Regions from separate parts of the Astyanax mexicanus genome. Here region 1 is linked to region 2. A link is a contact called in public Hi-C data. All regions are on one chromosome and are shown on one strand. The core of a region is the stretch at or near the end of the contact, and the rest is flanking DNA. Distances in the headings are between cores, read along the strand shown. Region 1 holds the start of arhgef12b (Rho guanine nucleotide exchange factor (GEF) 12b). Region 2 overlaps arhgef12b (Rho guanine nucleotide exchange factor (GEF) 12b).

Region 1 (3,367 bases), core at 600-3,099, 64 kb before region 2:
AAGTTCATCAATATTGGCTTATACCATTGGTTAAACAATATTAATGTCAGGCCTACTGAACGATCTACTTTCACATATTCATAATTCCACAATGGCCATAATACTGAAATCCATTTCTTTACACTTTTTAATAACTGAATAATGGATTATTTGCTACAATCTGATGTTTATAAGATAAAATGACTTGTGAATTATTATACTTGTGATTTAGCCTAAGCCCTCAATGTTGCCAGTTGTTTTACATGCTTCATTTTATATTTTTTTGTGTCATGTTGTCTGTGGCTGGTTTTGAAAGGGATTGTAAAGCAGCCAAGAAGTTGCCTATCAAAGTAATTTTTCATTTTTTAACTGTAAATGTAGTGATTTAGAGTGTCCAGTGATACACTGATGTAATTTCTATTTTTTGCTTGCTGTTTAGTTGATGCTTTATGAACATTTTTGCTATAACTGCTTATGAAAAGGCCATAAAAAATGCTGATATGATGCTTTTTCTGACCACAGTGCTCTTAGCTTGGTGGTGAACCTAAATTATATCTGTTCGACAGTAGTCCTGTGGTTAGAGATTGACCAGTGCTGAATAAGGTGGAGGGGGGCTGATATAATATAGTGTTACCTATATTCTAGAGCGCATATACTGTATAGTCTGTGTCTGAAATGTAAGAAATGCTGCCTACTTAGGCAGGATTCTGAGGCAGAAAGCAAACCAGTCTTGTCTGAATCAATGTTTTATTGGGTGAAAATGATAATAGCTAATGATCACACAGCTAAGCACTCATATGTAGTATGAGCAGTAAGCAGTTGATATCTTGAAATCATCAGAATATAGTGTTTCATTTTTTTTGGTTTGATTTAGACACAGAGACCTTCATTATTACACTGCATTTAAAGTGAGTCAGTGTGGACAGCAAGGCATCAAGTCAGCATTTGTTTTGTTCAGACAGCAATAGTGAGTGGCCAGTGAGTAGAAGTGGAGTGGTCGGTGAGTTGAGTTCTTATATTGTCTTTTTCAGTGGGAACCACCAGATGGCGTGATTGTTCTCTGTATACGTCTCTTCAAAAACACTAATAAAGTTTTTGCAGGAGGTGCCAGTGCCTTAAATACATAAAAATTCAATACAATAAAAGTGTCATTATCATATACGTCTGCACATAAATACAGCTCTGAAAAAAATAAGAGACCACTTAAAAATAAAGAGTTTCTTTGATTTTACCTAATTTAAGACCTCTGAAATATAATCAAGAGGAAGATGGATGATCACAAGCCACCAAACCAAGCTGAACTGCTTGAATTTTTGCACCAGTAGTGTCATGAAGTTATCCAAAAACAATGTGTAAGACTGGTGGAGGAGAACATGCCAAGATGCATAAAAAACTGTAATTTAAAAAACAGGGTTATTACACCAAATATTGATTTCTGAATTCCTAAAACTTTATTAAAATGAATAAAATAACAATGTTCATTTTACTCAAACATATACCTATAAATAGCAAAATCAAAGAAACTGAAGTGGCCTCTTATTTTTTTTCCAGAGCTGTATATTATATAATTGTTTAAGTAATGTAGGAACTTTATTTAAAACTACAAAACTACAGTTTAGTTACCGCTACTTACGTTAATAAACAAGAAATAAACAGAAGTGGGCTAAAACGTGCATTAATCTATTGAAATATAACGTTACATTCATTCCTTCACACTTAGTTATACGTAGCGTATACTACTACGGTCTGTCTGTCTGTCTGTCTGTGAGTGACTGTCTGCCAGCTCTAGATATGAGTGAATGGCCAGTAACAGCCGCAGTACATGGGCGGCGATAGCGCCTACTGCGGAAGGATACACCCCAAAAGGGAGTGAACTGCTTCCAGAGCGCAGGAATCCGGTGGATGTAAATTTTGCCGAAAGTCAGGAATTATGTGGATTTTACAGGTTTTTCCTCGTCGCTTTTTTATTTGACTCCTGCTGAAATTTGACATTCGTGTCAGCGTACGCGGAACACGTCTCCTGTGGGGTATTGAGCCGCCGGGACTGTCGAGCAGCGTGTTTTTTGGGGCGAAAAAGAAGAGGAAGGCGAGGGGAAAACTAGTGAATTTCGAAAAACATGGAGACAAGGAGGGGAAGGACCTGACCAGCTAAACTAACTAACAAACTAACTGACCAAATGACTACAGAGGGAGTTTACAGCCGCGTGAAGATAGATAACCTACTAAAGAGAGGGGGGACGGAGTATTTTTGGTCAGATATGTGTCGGACGGGTTTTGGGCTTTTTAAATAAACATGTCGTTATTTTAGCTAACGCGACCGTTAGTCAGGAGCGAAGTCGTTCCGAGCAGAGCTCGAGCTCTAGTTGACATCCAGGGGGTTGTAACGTTAGTTAACTAGTTAACTAACTAGCATAGCTAAAGTTTTTTTTCCACTCAGTTCCAGTTCTTTTTTTCCTTGCTGTGGAAAAAATAACTAGTTAAACAGGCAAAGTGAGGAATTTGGGAATTCTGTGGAAAAAATTAAACTTACAATGTAACGTTAGCTGGAACTTTCGATTTGCTGGATGTTTTGAAGCAGTTGTTGTGGTAGTTTTGCAGTTTTAACAGCTAGGTTACAAAGGAGAGAGGAGAAGAATTAGCTCAACACATTCTTTCTGAGAGAGGGGGGAAGTCCCATGCCGTTTAAGCGACAGAGAAAGAGAGAGAGCGAGGGGCCTGACAAATTCGACACATTCGCCAAATTATTGTTTTGAGTATAGCTAGTTCACTCAGAACGAAGTGGAGCGATAGATTAGTGCCATAGCTGTATATTTTTGCACAGACACAGCCGCGAAGCAGTGGCTTCAACACGAGAAAGCAAACGTGTTGTTATTAGTTCACCCAGTGGAGTCACAGATAGATAGGCATTGTGGCTCAGTGTGGGAATTCTCAGTTTAGAGGAGGGTCGCGGCTAGAAAGGCTGTGAGGTTAAATAGTTCGTTAGTTAACACTAGTTACTAACGTTCAGGAATATATTCAGACAGAAAGAGACCCAAATTTGACAGAAAAATACTTTGCCAGGTCTAGTTTTTTGTAGTGTCTTCAGAGGCTACAGTGGTTAGCCAGGGTTAGGAGAAGCCTGTCTGCCCTGTCCTGTTTCTGTCCTGGAAGTTGTGAGCTAGGTTAGCTTGCCTTGCTAGGCTAGCCAGCTAACCCAAAGTGGTGCCACACTCGTCTTGAAGGGAAACGGCAAAGCAAGACCAAACTATGCGCCACATTTACAGCACGCCTTTAACATTATTAAGGCGACTAACAGACACGAACAGGCACATGTTTGCATGACTAGGCTGGGCAGCTGCTCTTTCTTCTCCATAGTGTGAGGACTACTGAATGAATGCCCACAACTTGT
Region 2 (3,388 bases), core at 363-2,862:
ACATTTCAAACACTTCCATAACCAATGTTATTAGTGTTGTTATGGCCAGTATAGTAATGATGTACAATATGACATACTAATGGCATACTGTTTTGTAGTTTTCTGCACTATTAATCAGTGACTCTTTGCTTCGGCAGGACATCAACTCCCATGGCAACATGAGCAGTCCCTTATCCCGCCTAGCACCACAGATCATCGGTGCTGAGGATGATGACTTTGACACTGAGCAAGAGCAGGTCTTTTTTTGGCATTGTACTCTTCTATGTGTTCTTTTTTTATGTATGAAGGGAATAAACATGATTCTGTACATTTGACGAACAGCAAAATTGACATCTATGTGAACATATACACATACAAAAGCACACAAAGTTTAAATAAATCTAAAAATGTACATGTGCTACATAATTATGTCATACTTAAAATATTGTATAATATATTGTTTTGTTTTTTTAAACTTTTTTATACATATTTAAAGTTTGTCAAGATTCCTATATCTAATATTTAATATATTGTATATTTTAGCCACTGATACACAGTAAAAGATACACAGTAAAAACAATTTATAAAGAATTTCTTTTAATAAGCTGATTTGTATGTATTTGTATGCTGTCATATATGTACGTCCTGGACATGTCCTGTAAAATGTTTTTCTAACAAAAGTGGGAACCCTGTTTGCATCAAATATTTTATCTTTTGACTTTCATTGAACATTTTAAGTTTTTTTTTTTTTTTCATTTCTGCCAAATTGCCATTTATAAGATACAATGTTTGTGTGTGACAGTATAATTCTAATATGATAGACAGACAGACAGATAGATAGATACTTTATTTATCCCAAAGGAAATTTAGGCATGCACAGTGCATGCAATATAATGTGTATTGATTAATCAACTGCAAAAAAACAGAGTCGACCATAATGATTACAGGGCTTAAGTAAGGTGACTTGTACTAATTTTCTTACTGTGCTTAATTGCTAATGTTTTCTCTCTATTTTGCTTCTCAGATGAATGGCCAATGTAGCTGTTTTCAGACCATAGAGCTGTTAAAGTCTCGGCCTGCTCACCTCGCAGCCTTCCTGCATCATGTGGTCTCTCAGTTTGACCCTGCACCACTGGTATGACTCACCAACCCTCCAGATATCTCCTTTCACTGTTGGTTTTGATGAATGGCCAGTTGTCCATGTTGACTGTTGCATAATCTTGCATTATATAATTGAAACAGATAATACAGAATTTGTGAATAGTGTGATCAGTTGAGTCAGTCAGTAGATTTTAAAAATAAATTGAAACTTACCTCATTATTGAGGGTCAAATGTCTTACTAGGATTTGATAGTCAAAAAAATCTATATAATCAATACATCTTAATGAGGTAGGCATTCAGTTTTTTTCCTGTTTGAATGCCTGCTTTTTTGTAACAAACAACATTTAATGTTCAAAATAAATAGTCATTGCATAGTTTATATTGCATTGAATAAATAAAAAATTGTATATATGTTTAATAGAGGTCTCTGTATGATACTGTCATGGTTCTTAAAGAAGCTGCTGTATAAGGTCAAGACCCTCTCTATTTCTAATGTATACTTGGCTGCCCCGGTGGACCAGCAGCCCCTTATTTATCAGTTCATGAAAGGGACACGCTGACCCCATACTGTGTCTAAACTCTTGACTGCCCCATGAGATTTAGTCATGGTGCTTGAGGTGTAATCTCGCCCTCCTTTTGAGCCTCTAAATCGAATGAACCTCGGGCTAGTCTCTCTGAAATTGCCTTTGCTGCTGGCTTTAGTGAAATGGGTTAGCAACATCCATGCATTTTCAGTGAAATCATTGTATGTGCAGTTATTGCAGGGAGAGTGTAAGGTCATATTGAAGCATTGCTCTGCATTCCCATGGTGTCTTTTATTTTCCTTGTGTCTTCCTTTTGTCTTCTCCTCTGAGGAATAAGAGCAATTTACCACACTCAGTCTGGTCTAGTCAAAGTGCATGTATAGTTGACAGAACTGGGCAATTCAGAAATTTTAATCAGTTGTTTATGTTGCATCTTGTTGCTATATCATGGGGTCAGTGCCACCGGAGTCAGTGAATAGAACACTGAAATATCGATCACAGGGTTGGAGGTTCTATGCATCAGACCAATAAGCTTTATAAGTCAGAATATATAGAAAACAGTGTTATGTTGTATAGTACAACTATAAAATAACACTTTAAGGGACTTGTTCATTGCAAAACATGCCTATTAGTTGTTTCTTCCAAAATCAAGGGTACTGTTGATTTAACTGTCTCTACTGCCCAGGGAAGGCTTTTTTTCTAGATTTTAAAGCATAGCTGTGAGAATCTGATTGCATTCAGCGACAAAAGCATTCACAAGGTTGAGTGATTACCATCCCATCTCATCCCAAACTCCCCAATACATCCTGCAATTGTTGGATGCAGCGCCATCATTCCATCGTTAGAGAGAACACAATTCTAGTGCTCCTGAGCTCAAAACCAGGGGGCTTAATACATCTATAGCCCATGTCTGGCATTAGGGTCATGTTTATTTGCTAAAACCGGCACTATTTGATTGACAGTACTTCTCTACAGGGCATAGACAAGCTGTGTATGCATGTTTTTAAACATCTGTTACAGCAGTTGCTACAACCTGAAGTAGCTAAATGCATTAATCAGCCGAAAAATACATTAAACATTCAGACATTGGTAAAATGACAAAAAAAGATAATTACTTATTTTGTAAACTTGACATCACTATGCCTACACTGGCACACTCCATAGTGTAATATTTGCATGTCAGTTTGATTTGGGGAAATCAGTGCTCTGGATAAGCTTGTCTGGCTATCTTAGAATCATATATATATATATATATATATATATATATATATATATTTATATATATATATATATATATATTTATGTATATATATATATATATATTTATATCTTATATTAAAATGAATGTTTAAAAGGTATGGTTACAAAGGAAGCCCATGCTTTTTGATACCATGTGTGACTTGTCACATCAGAACACCCTCCTTGCCTATAAATACTGAATAGACTATTTAAAAAGTTTTTTAAACTCACATCTTTCATGAACATGGTTCTTTATGAAGCCAAAACTTGGTGTTCAATGGCATCGCTTAAATGACCCCTTAAATCATTCATTGTTAAATAATATTTGATTGATTTCATTCTTATTTTAAGCCACTCAAACCTAATTTTGATTTTGGACAAAGTAAATCAAATCCAAGATTAACTCGGACATCTGTATTTTTGCATAACACCCCTAAAATACTCATAACTGGGTTGCATGTTATACAGCCTTATCTGGATTGTATGTATTATGACCTGGTGTTGTGTGGAGCTATGGTAAGTCTTACATTAAAGTGTCTTGTCT

What was found. A called contact is a pair of places that touch in the nucleus more often than the background predicts.
Region 1: a contact with region 2 is called in a Hi-C map of muscle, with 7 times the contacts expected there. The contact joins the promoter of arhgef12b here to the enhancer-like site in region 2. A contact is called at or near these places in 3 of 3 Hi-C or Micro-C datasets (blood and muscle).

The regions. Positions count from the first base shown.
Region 1 is chr1:27,482,674-27,486,040 of AstMex3_surface, reverse strand. It overlaps arhgef12b (Rho guanine nucleotide exchange factor (GEF) 12b), which reads left to right and starts at 1,849. Exons shown (of 41, transcript XM_049475620.1): 1 at 1,849-3,367. tlcd5b (TLC domain containing 5b) reads left to right here. Exons shown (of 4, transcript XM_007245268.4): 4 at 1-1,084.
Region 2 is chr1:27,417,990-27,421,377 of AstMex3_surface, reverse strand. arhgef12b (Rho guanine nucleotide exchange factor (GEF) 12b) reads left to right here. Exons shown (of 41, transcript XM_049475620.1): 13 at 138-236; 14 at 1,004-1,114. Among protein-coding and RNA genes, the nearest start is that of LOC125799286, 5.4 kb to the right of the region's middle. Within about 2 kb of position 1,612, the one cell type or tissue checked has an H3K27ac peak away from gene starts, as active enhancers do.